Regions from separate parts of the Mus musculus genome. Here all the other regions are linked to region 5. The links are chromatin contacts, called in public promoter capture Hi-C maps. All regions are on one chromosome and are shown on one strand. The core of a region is the stretch at or near the end of the contact, and the rest is flanking DNA. Distances in the headings are between cores, read along the strand shown. Region 1 holds the start of Slc35a3 (solute carrier family 35 (UDP-N-acetylglucosamine (UDP-GlcNAc) transporter), member 3). Region 2 holds the start of Agl (amylo-1,6-glucosidase, 4-alpha-glucanotransferase). Region 3 holds the start of Prmt6 (protein arginine N-methyltransferase 6). Region 4 holds the start of Mfsd14a (major facilitator superfamily domain containing 14A). Region 5 holds the start of Rnpc3 (RNA-binding region (RNP1, RRM) containing 3).

Evidence for each region. Promoter capture Hi-C pulls out the DNA fragments that hold promoters and counts their contacts.
Region 1: a promoter capture Hi-C map of pre-B cells shows a contact between it and region 5. The contact joins the promoter of Slc35a3 here to the promoter of Rnpc3 in region 5. A contact is called at or near these places in 1 of 39 promoter capture datasets (pre-B cells) and 1 of 484 Hi-C or Micro-C datasets (pre-B cells).
Region 2: a promoter capture Hi-C map of pre-B cells shows a contact between it and region 5. The contact joins the promoter of Agl here to the promoter of Rnpc3 in region 5. A contact is called at or near these places in 2 of 39 promoter capture datasets (cranial neural crest and pre-B cells).
Region 3: a promoter capture Hi-C map of pre-B cells shows a contact between it and region 5. The contact joins the promoter of Prmt6 here to the promoter of Rnpc3 in region 5. A contact is called at or near these places in 5 of 39 promoter capture datasets (the C10 cell line, cranial neural crest, liver and 1 more) and 4 of 484 Hi-C or Micro-C datasets (liver, natural killer cells, pre-B cells and 1 more).
Region 4: a promoter capture Hi-C map of pre-B cells shows a contact between it and region 5. The contact joins the promoter of Mfsd14a here to the promoter of Rnpc3 in region 5. A contact is called at or near these places in 2 of 39 promoter capture datasets (cranial neural crest and pre-B cells) and 1 of 484 Hi-C or Micro-C datasets (pre-B cells).

The regions. Positions count from the first base shown.
Region 1 is chr3:116,710,852-116,713,606 of GRCm38.p6, forward strand. Slc35a3 (solute carrier family 35 (UDP-N-acetylglucosamine (UDP-GlcNAc) transporter), member 3) reads right to left here and starts at 1,429. Exons shown (of 8, transcript NM_144902.4): 1 at 1,232-1,429.
Region 2 is chr3:116,806,817-116,809,516 of GRCm38.p6, forward strand. Agl (amylo-1,6-glucosidase, 4-alpha-glucanotransferase) reads right to left here and starts at 1,350. Exons shown (of 34, transcript NM_001081326.1): 1 at 1,212-1,350; 2 at 452-601. The coding sequence starts at 533.
Region 3 is chr3:110,249,719-110,252,465 of GRCm38.p6, forward strand. It overlaps Prmt6 (protein arginine N-methyltransferase 6), which reads right to left and starts at 1,281. Exons shown (of 1, transcript NM_178891.5): 1 at 1-1,281. The coding sequence starts at 1,253. The coding sequence ends at 117.
Region 4 is chr3:116,661,398-116,664,097 of GRCm38.p6, forward strand. It overlaps Mfsd14a (major facilitator superfamily domain containing 14A), which reads right to left and starts at 1,280. Exons shown (of 12, transcript NM_008246.2): 1 at 998-1,280. The coding sequence starts at 1,081.
Region 5 is chr3:113,628,822-113,631,521 of GRCm38.p6, forward strand. It overlaps Rnpc3 (RNA-binding region (RNP1, RRM) containing 3), which reads right to left and starts at 1,328. Exons shown (of 15, transcript NM_001038696.1): 1 at 1,042-1,328. The coding sequence starts at 1,233.

The DNA.
Region 1 (2,755 bases), core at 179-2,678, 3.1 Mb after region 5:
CCACAGTAGCTAAGCACTTACCTAGCCTTCAGTATGACCTATGTTCCATCCCTAGAACCACTAACTAAGTAAATTGTCGCTGAGTATTTCTGAGAGAACTGTCAGAGAGTGGCATTAAATCTCCAGCTTCAAAAAGCGATTGCAAAGAACTAAAATTACAGCTCAGTGACAGAGTGCTCCGTCAATTCCCACGGGGTTCACTGCCCAGCACAGCCACACACAGTGAAGAGGGGGCAGGAGTGGGGGTGTGTGGGTGGATGAAGAGAACCAGGAGATAGTGAGACAGAGAAGAGAGGGGGCCCTGCTCATGCGTGTGCTATCAGGTCAGGCGTAGTTCCAAGGCAGAAAGACTTAAAGCTGCAAGTTCCGTTTTGGAAGCTATTGGTATGGTGCACCTGAAAGTGACCAGAAAATAAGGGCAGATGCGGTAGGAAAAAATTTAAAGGGAGGGAAGTTAGTCAGACGCATAAACGTAGGAGTCATTCATTTGAAAGCAAGCAACTTGAGTTAGTAGCAACGGAATGAAGACGTGAGAAACAACCAAACATTACCTGTAACTACCAAAATAAGTGTCTACAAAGACTCAACTCAGGTGCCATCTTCAAATATTGCGTTTAATAGGATATAATAAAGGGCACACTCCTATAAGTGCCTTGCTACAGTTAAAACCCATTACTTCGTTTAATATCCCTTAATTAATCTGAACTAGCAGAAACTTGAGTTAGCTTAAATAAAATGTTCACTAAGCTCCCCACTCTTCAATACTTAGAACCCCTGCAAACTCTCGCCACACACACTGATGGACACCCATCGCCTTCGGTCTAGACTTACCACGGGCACCCTTTCCATCTCTCCAAGTCCCTGCAGCTTCTTGACTACACCGTCCTTTCTCACCGAGCAGACTCGTCCCTAGCCCGGGGTCACAGGCTGAGCCGGAGCTCCCGAAATGACCGCGGAAGGACAGGCCGCCAGCCTGGCCCCCAAGGCACTTGGCCCGCCAGTCTGGAGCTTGCAGGCACACTGCCTGCCACACCCCTCCCCTCCCGACCTTTTCCTCCTCCACCCAGAACGTTTCGGCACGTCCAGGCCGGAGGTACAAGGCGCCCATTCATCTACTCCTCATAAACTAGGGCTGCAGCCGTCCGCTGTGGTCCCGGTGGCCTCAACCGCCCCGCGCCCTCCCAGCCCGGCCTCGGCGTCCCGCCAGCTTCCCCCAGCGCCCTCCGCTCACCCGCCGTGCGGCTCGGCCAGCTGCCCGCACTGGAGCCCCGGGCTCCGCGACGCCGGGAGACCCAGGCTGCCGAGCCCGTCGGCTCCGCCGCGTCCGCTGACCCGCAGCACCGCCGGCTCCCGCCGGCTCTGTGGCCCGGACCGCTTCGGTGAGGCCCAGGCGTTTCCGGGTTCCCGCGGTCCGGTCCGCCAAAGGATCCGGCTTCCGCCTCGGCCCCGGCAAACGCCGTTCCCTGTTCGGCTCCGGGGGCCCCAGCTTCGCGCTTGCGGGACGCGTCCCTGAGGCGACCCCAACCGCGGCTGCTCCTCGCGCAGCTCCCGTGACAGTCTCACGGTCGCCGGAGAGTTTGATAGGAAGGTGTCTCTCTCCCCACAGTCCTGCGGCAGAAAGTGGCGGGATGATCTGTCACTTAAGGAAGGGGACAAAGTCCTTTGGATCAAAGAACTCTGATGAGAACCGGGAGGCGGATCTTGGCTCCTGAAAATGACCACCAGTGAGTTGAAAACAAGATTATACCTGGTGCAGGTTACCAACCTTAGTCTAGGAGCCAGCTGGTTCGGTTAGGAATGATCCCTGTCCCCCACCCTGGGAGACCTGGAAGAGTGTCAGGAACGCAGAATGGGCTTAGTGTCACTAACCAGGGGAAAGGTGAAGAGAGAAAGAGAGCAATTTACCTCTTCCTGTCTGCAAGAATCTCATGCATATTACGTTTCAGTCTGCTAATGTATTTCCAAAAGTTCCCAACCACTGTAGCCATTGCTGGCTGTGGACAGGCTGAAATGTAATATTCTGGGTCCGGATTGATCATCGGATACAGCAGATTTATCCCTTCCCTGTTAAAACAATGCTCCTAGAATTAAGCTTACGCTTCTTTGCGTGGCAAATGATTAAAACCATCCATTAGGGAAGCATCGTTAGAAAACAACGGAGAAAAATAAAATTAAATGACTGTTAGCACATGATGCCTCGCTTAAATGTTTGTGTAATCCGACCTTCAGAAAACTTCTGGGGGATGGAATGTGGATTAGATCTTGATATTTGCTAGGGTCCGAACCTAAAACGTCCCCCAAAGATTCATCATGTGGTAAAGGTTTGGTTGCCAGCTAATGGACTTTGATGTTGGGGGAAGTGAATGGATAGTGAACCTCTGACCTAAGCCACTGATGTATTAAATCTTTGAAGGTATTATTAGGAGATGGTGTAAATGGTGGCACAAGCCTATTTGGAAGAAGTGGGTCGCTGAGGGTGTGTCTTAACCTAGCCTTTCCTCTAGCTCTCTTTGCAGCCTGTATGCTTTTTTTGGTAAATAACTGCCCCAGTACATAAGTTCCAACCAGAGACCCAGAGGCAATGAAACCTAGTCACCATGAACCAAAACATCTGAAACGATGATGTTTCAGGGAGGACTAATAAGTCCTCCCTCTAAGTGGCTTTCTCAGGCAAAAAGAAAGTAACAAATACAATACTTCTTATACTTCTTACTTTTTTTTTTTTTTTGACGGGGTCTCACATTGTAGCTCAGGA
Region 2 (2,700 bases), core at 100-2,599, 3.2 Mb after region 5:
GCACTCTCTACCACTTCTTTTTCTCCCTAAGGTAGGGACTGAACCCAGGCTAGGCACAAGTTCTACCCACGAGGGACTTCCTATAACCTGTAGTGTCTGCCTCCGGTGGTCGTCTGCAGCAAGATGAGCTGAGCTATCTTTGTGCTAACGTGACAGGTCTATTCTTAATCAACATTCATTCCTCACCACCAATGTACCTACCATTTTGGCACAAATCAAGATCTATGAAATTTCAGCTAACTTAAAGTTATTTGAGTGCGCGAGTGTGTGTGTGTGTGTGTGTGTGTGTGTGTCTGTTCATGCAGAGGACTGAATCTACAGCCTCATTTATGCTAAGCATGCATTCTACCTGCCAACACCCAGTCCCTAATTTTAAGTTAAAAAAAAATCTAATAGAACGCCAATGCATTAAAAGACATAAAAAGAGCTAATCAAACAACTTGCAACGGACCTTGTTCAAGTCTGAAGAGGGTCTTCTCTAGCTTCTCCATCTCGTTCAGTAGTAAAATTCGAATCTGCTTACTGTGTTCCATTTTGGCTTCTGGAGGATTCGAACTCTTTCCGTAGAACTAAAAGGACTCCAAAGTGGAATGAGTTACCCCTATAAAACAAAGTGGAATTATTTAAAAAAAAAAAAAAAAGGAGAAGAAGAAGAAAAAAAAAAAGAAAGAAAGAAAGAAAAGAAAAGAAAATATGACCTAAAACTCTCTGGAGTTGACAGCGGCACTTACATGTCCTAGATAGGTTTAAAGCCAAGAAGAGCAATGAGAAAGAGCAAAATCTTGTCAGTAAAGCCCAACAAGGGAGAAGTTTCTTCTCTCTTGGAGCAGAATAAGAAAGCCTGAAGCAAAGATGTAGAGTCTTACACTCAGTTCAAAACAGAGCAGACCAACAAAACCCCTAAAGCATTCTCAGAGAAAAGCAATGCATCCGCGAAAACCCTGGAGTTCAGTGGCATAAATTCCGTTCCTGAGCCAGGGGGCCCTGAAAACTCCAAATGGCACTGTAGCCTCCAGCAGATCAGGCTGCTGAACAGGTGGAAGAGCGCCCAGTTCCCAAATTCGGGTCTGAAGCCACCAATAGGGAGGTGATTGGAGAGGTTAGCAGTTGCTGTCCCGGGAATAGCTGCGGCGGCGGTGGCATGCGATGTACAGAGCGGCTATAGATAGAAGGAATGCGCGTCCGGAGACGGACGCATTCCAGGCACTTACGAGCGGGATAGACGTGCGGCGTCGGGAGCGGGAGCCGGAGCCGGGTACAGCGGGAACGCCGGACGCAGCGGCGGCCCGGGGAGGGCAGGGCGGCCGTGAAGGGCACGGGGAGGGGCGCCGGGACCCGGGCCAGGGGACAGTGACAGGCCAGGGCCGCCGAGACTCCGCCCCCCGCGGCCGGAGGACGTGCCGACTCCGCTGGGCCCCGGACTAGCCTGGGGGGCGTGGCCCTGCCTCCCCGCCCACTTCCGGGAGCCATCGCCCCCGCTAGCACAGACCACTGATCTCGCGAGAGGTGGGCACGGCTTGTGGGTTTGAGGGGGTCTGGGCTTTGGGAACTGTCATTGCCCTGATGTGCGATCGCTCTGCCTCTCTAGGAAAAGTGAGTTCAAGAGCGAAGAAGAGCTGGGATAATGTTTAGTTAGGGACGTTCTTTCTGGGAAGAAAATGCAAAGTTGGGAAAACCAAGTTTCTTAAAATTCCCTGCTTGGCTTCATTAACCTTGTGACACACTGGTCGCTGGGAAGAGGGGACCTCAGCTAAGGAACTGCCTCCATCAGATTGGCCTGTGGGCTTGTGCATGGGAGCATTTTCTTGTTTTATGGTTGCTATATGGGAGGAAAATAGGCATGGCCACCCCTGGGCAGATGGGCCTTAGTTCCATAGGTAAACAGGCGGCCCAGCCCGGGAGGAGCAAGCCAGCAAGCTGCACTTCTCTATGGTCTCTGCTTGAGGTCCTGCCTCTGGGTCTTTCTCGTTGAGTTCCTGCTTTAACTTCCTCCAATAGAGCACTGTGACCAGGAAGTGTAAGCCAAACACTTTCTTTCCCCAACTTGCTTTTGGTTCAGGGTTTTGTCACAGCAAACATGCATTTTTATTTTTTATTTATTTTTATTATTATTATTTGGTTACCGTTGATTTAAAGACAAGGAAACAGACTCCCTCAAAGGTTAAGTAACATGCTTAAAGCCGCTTCATGAACAACGGAGTGTATGTGATTTCAAGTACATTCCCGATGATTTTGGTTCACTAAACCCTTCATCTAAGGTTGGCATTATTTTCCGTGGCTTGATATCAATAAGGACTTGGTAAAATGGAAGAATGAGTGTGCATTCTAGCTTATAAAGACGTTCTGGTTTTTCTGTGACAGTCATCTCAAGATTTCTCCTTCAGGTCTGATGTTCCCTTAGGCGTCTCTTCTGCTGTGTTCCTAGGAAGTGTGGAGGCCAGAGTGCGCCCTCTGTGAACTGGCTACAAACTCCTGCTTGACCATGAAATCCCCCAGTTGAAGGCTGCCTGCTAGACTAATGAACCCAGCAGGTCTTCGTTTGGGGAGGGTTGAAGAATGGGAGCCGGTGACTCAGATACCACACTCTATCGCTGTATGTTGGGTTTCTCTGATTTTCTTTTTTAAATGTAGATTACCCAAAGCGTTCTGATCCATAACTTCTCCATCTGAAATGTGGAGCATGGGTGCACGCTCTGACAC
Region 3 (2,747 bases), core at 31-2,530, 3.4 Mb before region 5:
CAAATGAAGACTGGAGCGGTGAGGTAAAAGAGACAGCTATGTCCCCAACTTGCATAGGCGATCTCCCTTTCTCTTCGGACCTTCCGAAGAAGGTGGAGGGGGAGAAAAGGCAACGCTCAGTCCTCCATGGCAAAGTCTTTGGTCTTTTCCTCATGGTCTCCCACTTTGTAGCGCAGAAGTATGCGCAGACGCCGGGGGTTGTCCGGGGAGGGCAGCAGGGTGATCTCTCCGGAAATGTCCGTATCTTGTTCCACCGGCACCGGCTCGTTCAAGTAGAGGAGCGCCTGCTTCCAGTGGGTGGCCGGGTGAAAAGGCGAGGTGGACAGCACCAGAGGTTTCTCCGAGTCCCCTCCGGGAAAGGTCACTTGAAACCAGACGGCGAAACCATGTAGAGGCGCGGAACCATAGCAGCTGCAGCGGAAGCGCCCGCCCACACCAGCCTCCAGCTCCTGCTCCAGGCCGGCTCGGGCCAGCTCGAGCTGGGCAAAGCGCTGCGGCCGGGCCAGCACGTCCTCTCCGGACAGATCCTGCACCACGATCTCCGAATGGCCCATGAGGCAGCGCGTGGCGAAGCTCTCCATGCAGCTCATATCCACGCCATAGTGCTGCTTCACCTGGCTCCAGAAACCCAGACGCCACTCGAGCATCTGGTCGCTAATCGGGGCCACGAAGAGCTCCGCGGAAGCTGGCAGGAGGAGACCGCCCTCCTTCAGCCATTTGGTCCGCGCGTGGAGCACGGAGCTCAGCATGGACTCGTGCAGAAGTCCGTAGCCCATCCACTCGCTGACGATGGCGTCCACTCGCTCCGGCAGCTCCACGGTCTCCACCGGGCCCGGCAGGACGTGCACGCGGTCCTCCAACCCGTTGAGCCGCACCACCTCCCGGGCCTGTTGCCAGATGGCGCTGGCCTCCACCGCGTACACGCGCCGTGCCCCGGCCTGGGCACAGAAGATGCTGAGAATGCCGGTGCCCGCGCCCACGTCCAGCACCGTCTTGCCTCGCAGCGCGGCCCAGTTCTTCAGGATGCCTAAGCGGTAGGCTTCGGTGCGGACCTGGTCGGCGATCATCTCCTCGTGGACCGAGACGTCGGAGTAGCACTCGTAGTACAGCTGGTCCCGCTCGCTCTTGGTCCTCCGGGGTCGTGGCGGGGCCGCCTCCTGCTCCCCGCCATTTTCCTCCTCGGCTCCCTCCCCTCCGGCGCCGGCGCCTCCGCTGTCCCCCGACTCAAGCTTTCTTTTCTTGCTCAGCGACATCTTGGCCCCGGCAGCCGACCCCCAGCATTCGTTGCGCGGTGCGGTGCGCAGGCTCAGAGTCCCCGGGGCCTGCTGGGATTCGTAGTCCGCTTCCTGCATCCCGCTTCCTGAGGGCAGAGGCTCAACCAGAGTCAATCTTGGCACACCGTTATTTTCCTCTAACGCCATGACAAGTTGTTCTCTAAGACCACACTATTTTCCCGAGATCCTTTCAGTTTTTGCCCTTTCCTTTTACCCCTTGTCAGGGTTCTCTAGAGTCACAGAACGTATGGGTAGCCTCTGTAGAGTAAGAGAATTTGTTGATGACTTACAATCTGTAGTCCCCAAAGATGGTCAGCAGCAGCTGTGAATGAAAATCCAAGGATCTAGCAGCTGCTCAGTCCCACACGGCGTCCTGGCAGAAAAAGTGAGTTTTCCTTCTTCCAGTGACCTTATGTAGGCCTCCCGCAGGTGTGTCCCAGAATAAAGGTGTGTATCACCACTTCCGGATCTGGGACTTCCTTTTCCCAGGCTGACCTTGAGCTTTTGTCTCAAGTTTCCTGGGATTAAAGGCATGTACTACCTTGCCTGAGGCTAAACTTTTCATGGCCATATGCCTCAAGATCTTCCTGCCAAGGCCGGGCGTGGTGGCTCACGCCTTTAAACCCAACACTTGGGAGGCAGAGGCAGGCGAATTTCTGAGTTCGAGGCCAGCCTGGTCTACAGAGTGAGTTCTAATACAGCCAAGGCTACACAGAGAAACCCTGCCTCAAAGAAAAAATAAACAAACAAAAAAACCTCCACTCGGTTCAAGTCAGAAACCTGTGTCTTTCAGCCTCAAGATCACAGGTGAGTGAGCCTTCCAATTCTGGACTGTAGTTCACTCCAGATATAGTCTAGTTGATGATAGCCAGGAATAGTCACTACACTCATTTTTACACATTCTTGATGTAGGCACACCACTTACAGCTACAAGTCTATGTTTCCCTCACAGGACCTCCCCCGCCCCCCACTACTGAATTATGTGGCACAGTTCTTGTCCCTTCTCTGACAGTTGTAACTCACCAAACTCTCTGTTCTAACCAGAGTTAGGATACAAAGAATATGTATGACGCAAAGTGAAAACCAAATAATACAAGATCTTGATTCTGAGTCCAAAGTGATCCCTGAGGTACGTTAAGCTCCAGGGCAAATACTGAAGAAGTGCTGTGGCCATGAAATGTATCAGCCACCACTGTGTCTCTGGAGAATAGTTTACTTGGTCTTGAGTCCTGTTCTGAAACTTCTGTAGTTCAAACTAAAGAACAATTAACATCAAGGGTATGATATTCTCAAACCCATTTCCAGTGTCTTTGGTGACCAGCTTATATATACACATACATACACTTAAATCTATGTATCTGTGTAAAAACACTTGCTTGGAGAAATGGTGAAACTCATCTCTTTTGACTTCTTTTCCAATGCAATTCACTTTTAAAAAAAATTCTGCTATATCTCCTTTTAAAGCCAGAATTG
Region 4 (2,700 bases), core at 30-2,529, 3.0 Mb after region 5:
CGAAATCGTTCCATATGTCCCAAGCTTTCTAAATGATGGCAGTTGGACTAGGCCATGTTCTCAAATGTCAAAAGAAAGTTGTCATTTATTTCAAACTGATTTCAGCAAATCCTCCGCGGTGGCCTACTTACATATTTAGTGCTTTGCTAGCATTGATCAAGGCTCCATTAAACTACAAACAAATGGAAAGAAACAATGTCTGCAACTTCACCACAGAGACACATCTTACTTTTCCATTCTATTTCGGAACGCGATACCAAAGGAGTCAGCAAAGATCAGAGTGTAACGCTACAAACACACAGCACAACAAAAGTGTACGTTTGTTTTCCAATGACAAATCCTATATCGACGTCTGGTAGCACACTGCACAGTGCATAAAGTTTTCTGCGAGTAACGACTGTCTAAAAGGCACATTTTTAGCCTCAGTCCGCCTGCCAGAATCTGTCTCCGATCCTCACGCCATGACCAATTCTAAAGACTTATTTTGAGGCACAAGGTGAAGATTTCTCTAACGGAGAGGGCCCCAGGGAAGGTCAGGCTTCCGACGCCGGGAGAGGGGACGAGCCCACTCCCCGACAAGGTAGCCGAACAGCTCCAAGCCGCTGCTCCGGCTCCCGGCGACCGCGATGGGACAACGCACGTACCCTGGCCCAGCGGGCCGCGGCGGCGGCCACCCGCCACAGCATACGGAGCGCAAGGCTGCCCAGCCTCCCCGCGCGCCGCGCTGGGCCTGGCGAGGCTGCGGAGGGGCCGCCGCCTCCTCCCCGAGGCCGGGCGCACGTGGGCCGAGGCCGCAGGCTCCGAGACGCAGTGCCCCGCCGGAGGTACCAGCAGCGTCCAGGGGAGCCAGGCCGCGGAGGCCGCAGGCCGAGACCGCGGCAGCGCCGGCGGCACGGAAGGGCAGGGCGCTCTCGGCCCAGCGAAGGCGGAAGCGGGGGGAAGAGCGAGCCGGGCCCGCACCCGGGCCGTCCTGCGGCGCGGAACCAGCAGCACTCACCGTGCCTCCGTCCTTAATGATGATCTTTTTGGCCAGCATGATACTGCGGTTCGCGGCCCGTTTCTTTTTCTTCCCCTGGGTCATTTTACCATCCTCGACTCCCGGCGCTGCAGCAGCCACTCAGGGGGCGGGCGGCCCCAGCGGCGAGTGCGGTCCCGCCACTACTGCCGGGCCGAGCCGCTCAGGGCGCACGCCGCCATCTTGAGGGCCCGGCCTGCCTCGGGCGGCGCGTCACATCGTGCGATCGGCTGAGTCGCTCGCCACGCCCCCGTGACGCAGCCACGCCCCCGCAGTGCGGGCACGCCCCTCCAACCCTGCAATAGCGGAGGACTGGGAGGTGCCGCGGGAGCGGGTGGAGCCAGGTGCTTTGGCTGCCTAGCTTTTGCCCTCTAAGGCGCTGAGCGATGGCTATTTTAACAGTTTTTCCTTCACAGATGAACTCAAGTTCCGAAAAGTTTTTACCTACTCAAATCTGACAAATAGTTTCTCAGATGCTCAGGCGTCCCAGGCTAATAGCATCCGCATCAAATGCATCCCCACCAAAACAGAATTGAAGGGGACAACGGGAAAGTTTTCCAGGAATGGTCAGTAGCAGGTAGAGGAGTTTTAGCTGTTGATCTGATGCCCAGCTAGGTCATGCTGGCTTACATACCCCCACGTACCAGTACATTCTCTCCCAGTGTAAACTAGATGCCATACTTTATAGGCTTTTAAAAATTGGTTTGACTAGAAGACTGGTAGAAAGAGCAGACAGGTGGAATATGAAATGTGATATTAACAGTACTGACATTTACTTTGAGGCAGCACATTATGTAGACCAGGCTGGCCTCAAACTGAGAGATCTCCCTGACTACCTCCCATATTGTGATCAAAGTCATGTGCCACCATGTCTAGCAAAGTCTTCATTTTGGTAACTGTTGGAAAACTTTCCTTTAAATATACCTTCAGTGCTAGGTATGAACGAGCACAACACATGCTTTCCCCCATCAAACTGTTCGATAAAGGGGAACTGGAAACAAACCAAACTGTGGCAACAGCGATCCTGGATGTGGTGGCTCTAAGTAAGATAAATGTTCCCAAACTCAGTGATATTCCTCCCTGGGAGAAGTGGAAGGGGCTCCCTCCCTCTCCTGGCTTGTGGCCTGGTTAGTGATGGATGACCTTGTTTTAACAGGGCAAAGCAGAAATGACAGCACTGACTTTAGAGGAGAGGTCATAAAAGGTACTGTATGTTTTTGCTAGGCTCTTCATTTACTCCAGTCAGGGGTTGCCGATTGTTATGCCATAATACCAGAGGAACTATGGAGAGGTGCTGCCGTTGAGCTGAAATCTCCTTCAAAGCTTTGTGGATTATCTTGGAACGAGATCCTCTATGCCTGGTCAAGCCTTGAGCTGACTGCAAACTTTATGAGACCTTCAGCTATGAATACCCAGCTTAGCCACATTACTGGGATGGGGCTGTAGCTGGTTCTTTTGGAGTGCTTTTCCTGTAAGCATAGGGCTGCGGATTCTATCACCAACAATCAGTGAACCCAGCATAGAAGTGGATGCCTAGATCCTGGCATGAAGGAGAATCAGGAATTCAAGGACAAATCTGAGAGCAGCCTGGGTGTGGGTGGATTCTTCAGGCCACTGAACATCAGGCTATTTATTACATGGCCTAAGTAACTATTAGACAAGGTAAAGGAGAAAGCAGGGGGCAC
Region 5 (2,700 bases), core at 78-2,577:
AAATGTACAACATAATTAAAAGTATAATAAATCTTAAAGCATCTCCTCTTTCCAAAAAAGATCACTCTTAAAACATTTAGGGCTGGTGAGATGGCTCAGCGGGTGAGAGAACTGACTGCTCTTCCAGAGGTCCTGAGTTCAAATCCCAGCAACCACAAGTTGGCTCACAACCACCCATAATGAGATCTGAAGATAGCCACACTGTACTTACATATAATAAATAAATAAAACCTTAAAAAAAAAAAAAACCCTCAGCATAGCCTTTCTAGACTGTGAGTTTCATGTCCACACAAAAGTGATGCATGGAGAAGCTTGATTCATTATTAAAATGAAAAATTTATACATATGGAATACCCTTTTTCATCTCACTCAAAAGTCTTTTCAGTCTATACAAGATAAAATTTAAAATCATTTACTAACAGTGAAATCACCCCTCAAGGTGCATTGTCTCTTTTTGCTTTGTTTCTATAATTTCAGTAATAAGTCTAATTTTCTCATTTGAATTCTATTTTGAATACCATCCTGAAAAAGGTGAACAAATTATATTACTGGTAAGTTTGAGTTGTTTATTAGAACTCTGAATTTGTCCAATCTGATTCAAGGAGAGCCTACTGTATTTAGATTGAATTAAGGGATATTTGTATTTGCATTTTGTTAATCTATTAAGTCTATTACACTCAAATTTTTGCTATTATGTATATCCTGCTCTACAACCCAGGATTTAAAAGCAATTTTTTAAAATAAAAATACAAAACCAAAAACCTTGCATACGACTATGAGAATCTAACAGAAACAGTATTTTCAAGTCTAGGCTAGTTTTGAATTCGACCGGGCGGGTGCGCTCGCCGGTAGAAACCTCTACACAGTCCCTGCGTGGCTCAGCCTTAATCTAACTGGCTCAAGGTTCAATTCCATGCTCGCCTCTCTGGTAGGCAAGCTGCGCAGGCGCAGACCGCGAGCCTAGTCCTGTTTCTCCCGGTCCTAGCGGCCCGGCTCCGCCCCGCCCCGCCCCGCCCCGCCCCGCCCGCTGCGCACGCTTACCAGGCGCCCCTTATCTGACAGGACGCGCACCGACTGCGCCCCGAAGTACTTCAGTAAGTCCTCCTTCTCCTCAGCCGTCAGCTCGGCCGGCAGGTGCCTGACGAGGAGGGTGCGGTCTCCCCGGGGCGGAGAAAGCGAAGCGGAGCCTGGGCCGCCTCGGGACAGCGGCATCGGCGGCTCAGGCCCCGCCATCTAGCTTCCCTGCAGAAGCGGCCAGAGACGGAACCTCCGCGCAAGCTTCCGGCCGAACTCCCGCAGTCACCGAGGCTGAGCGGAAGATAGTTTCCGCTTCGCGCTAAGGATTCTGGACGCAGGGAAATCCCGCGAGAGGAGAACTCCTCGCGAGAATGGCCTCCGGGAGAGTCGCTCTTCTCTTTTCGGGACTGTTGCGGGGGAGAGCGCCTAGGAGTCGTGCTTTAAGTTTAATGAGAGGTTGTAATAAAATAAAGACTGAAAGAGACGCCACTGTTAGAAGGACAGCAATCTCATCGAAGAACGTCAGTCATGCAAAAGAAAAATACTGTAATCCCAGGGATCAAGTACTGAAGGAACCGTGCAAGGGCTGTTGCTCCCTGGGCTCTTAATCCAGATTTTTCAGAAAGTGAATCTGGCTGGTGAATGGAGAACGCTCGGGAAATGTCAAGTGTGTTCCTAGCATTTAGGACTGGTGAAACACAAGTCTCCAGCCTCAGATTCAACAGTGCAGGCGAGAGAGCACGCCGTTATCAGTCGGCAAATACAGGCTGAAAGTTCTCGCCACGGTTTGTTTATTAAACAAAATTGGCTTCTTCCATGAGTAAATACCTAAAAATGTGTTAGCGTACGTATTCATGGATGTAAGTTCTCTTCTCACCACCTCACGACTGAGAGTACTGACGTAGATTAAGACTCATTGCTAACCAATAGGTGAGATCTGAGCCCTTGCACCCAAGTTGGAGTCTACACTGTTGTGACTAAGATTCGGCCCTGGTGGTCTAAAGTAATATCCCTTACAGATTAATCAAGATGTGTATGCTCACTCCGTAGTCCTAGGGTGTCTTTTACTTCTAATTTGCTTGATGGATATGAGCCAGTTAGTACACAGTACTTCAAAGATCCGCTTTGAGGAAGCATTGCATGGGGAGATAAATTACCAAAATATTGAGTGACTAGAGACAGATCTTGTGAACCTTAGAGGTTTGTTAGGAACCTTGCTCATGGGAACAGAAGCCGACAGACTTAAGAGTGTGTGGAAGGAATAGTTAAATTTTACGTTTAAAAATCTCTTTGATTTCACTATGAGTAATATAGCAGAAACCGGGCATGGTGGCACACACCTTTCATTCTAAGTTCCCAAGAGGCAGAGACAGATGCATCTCAAGTGATTTTGAGGCCAGCGTGGGTGACACTGAGTTCCAGGACAACCAGAGCTATGTAAAGACACAAAGGAAAGGAAGAAAGAAAAGAAAAAGTGGGGAGCACTCAGAGGAAATCTAGTTCCGTTTCACATCAAATTATTAGTTCACAAGTGTGAGGCTATAAAACAATATGCCTCCCCTCCACACACCAGTACAGTATTTATGGGAGCAAATATCTATCATAAGCTCTTAAGAAAGTGCATCAGTTTTTGTGCCTTGGTCAATAAGTTTATTGTCTTTATTTAAAAAAAAAAAAGCTTAA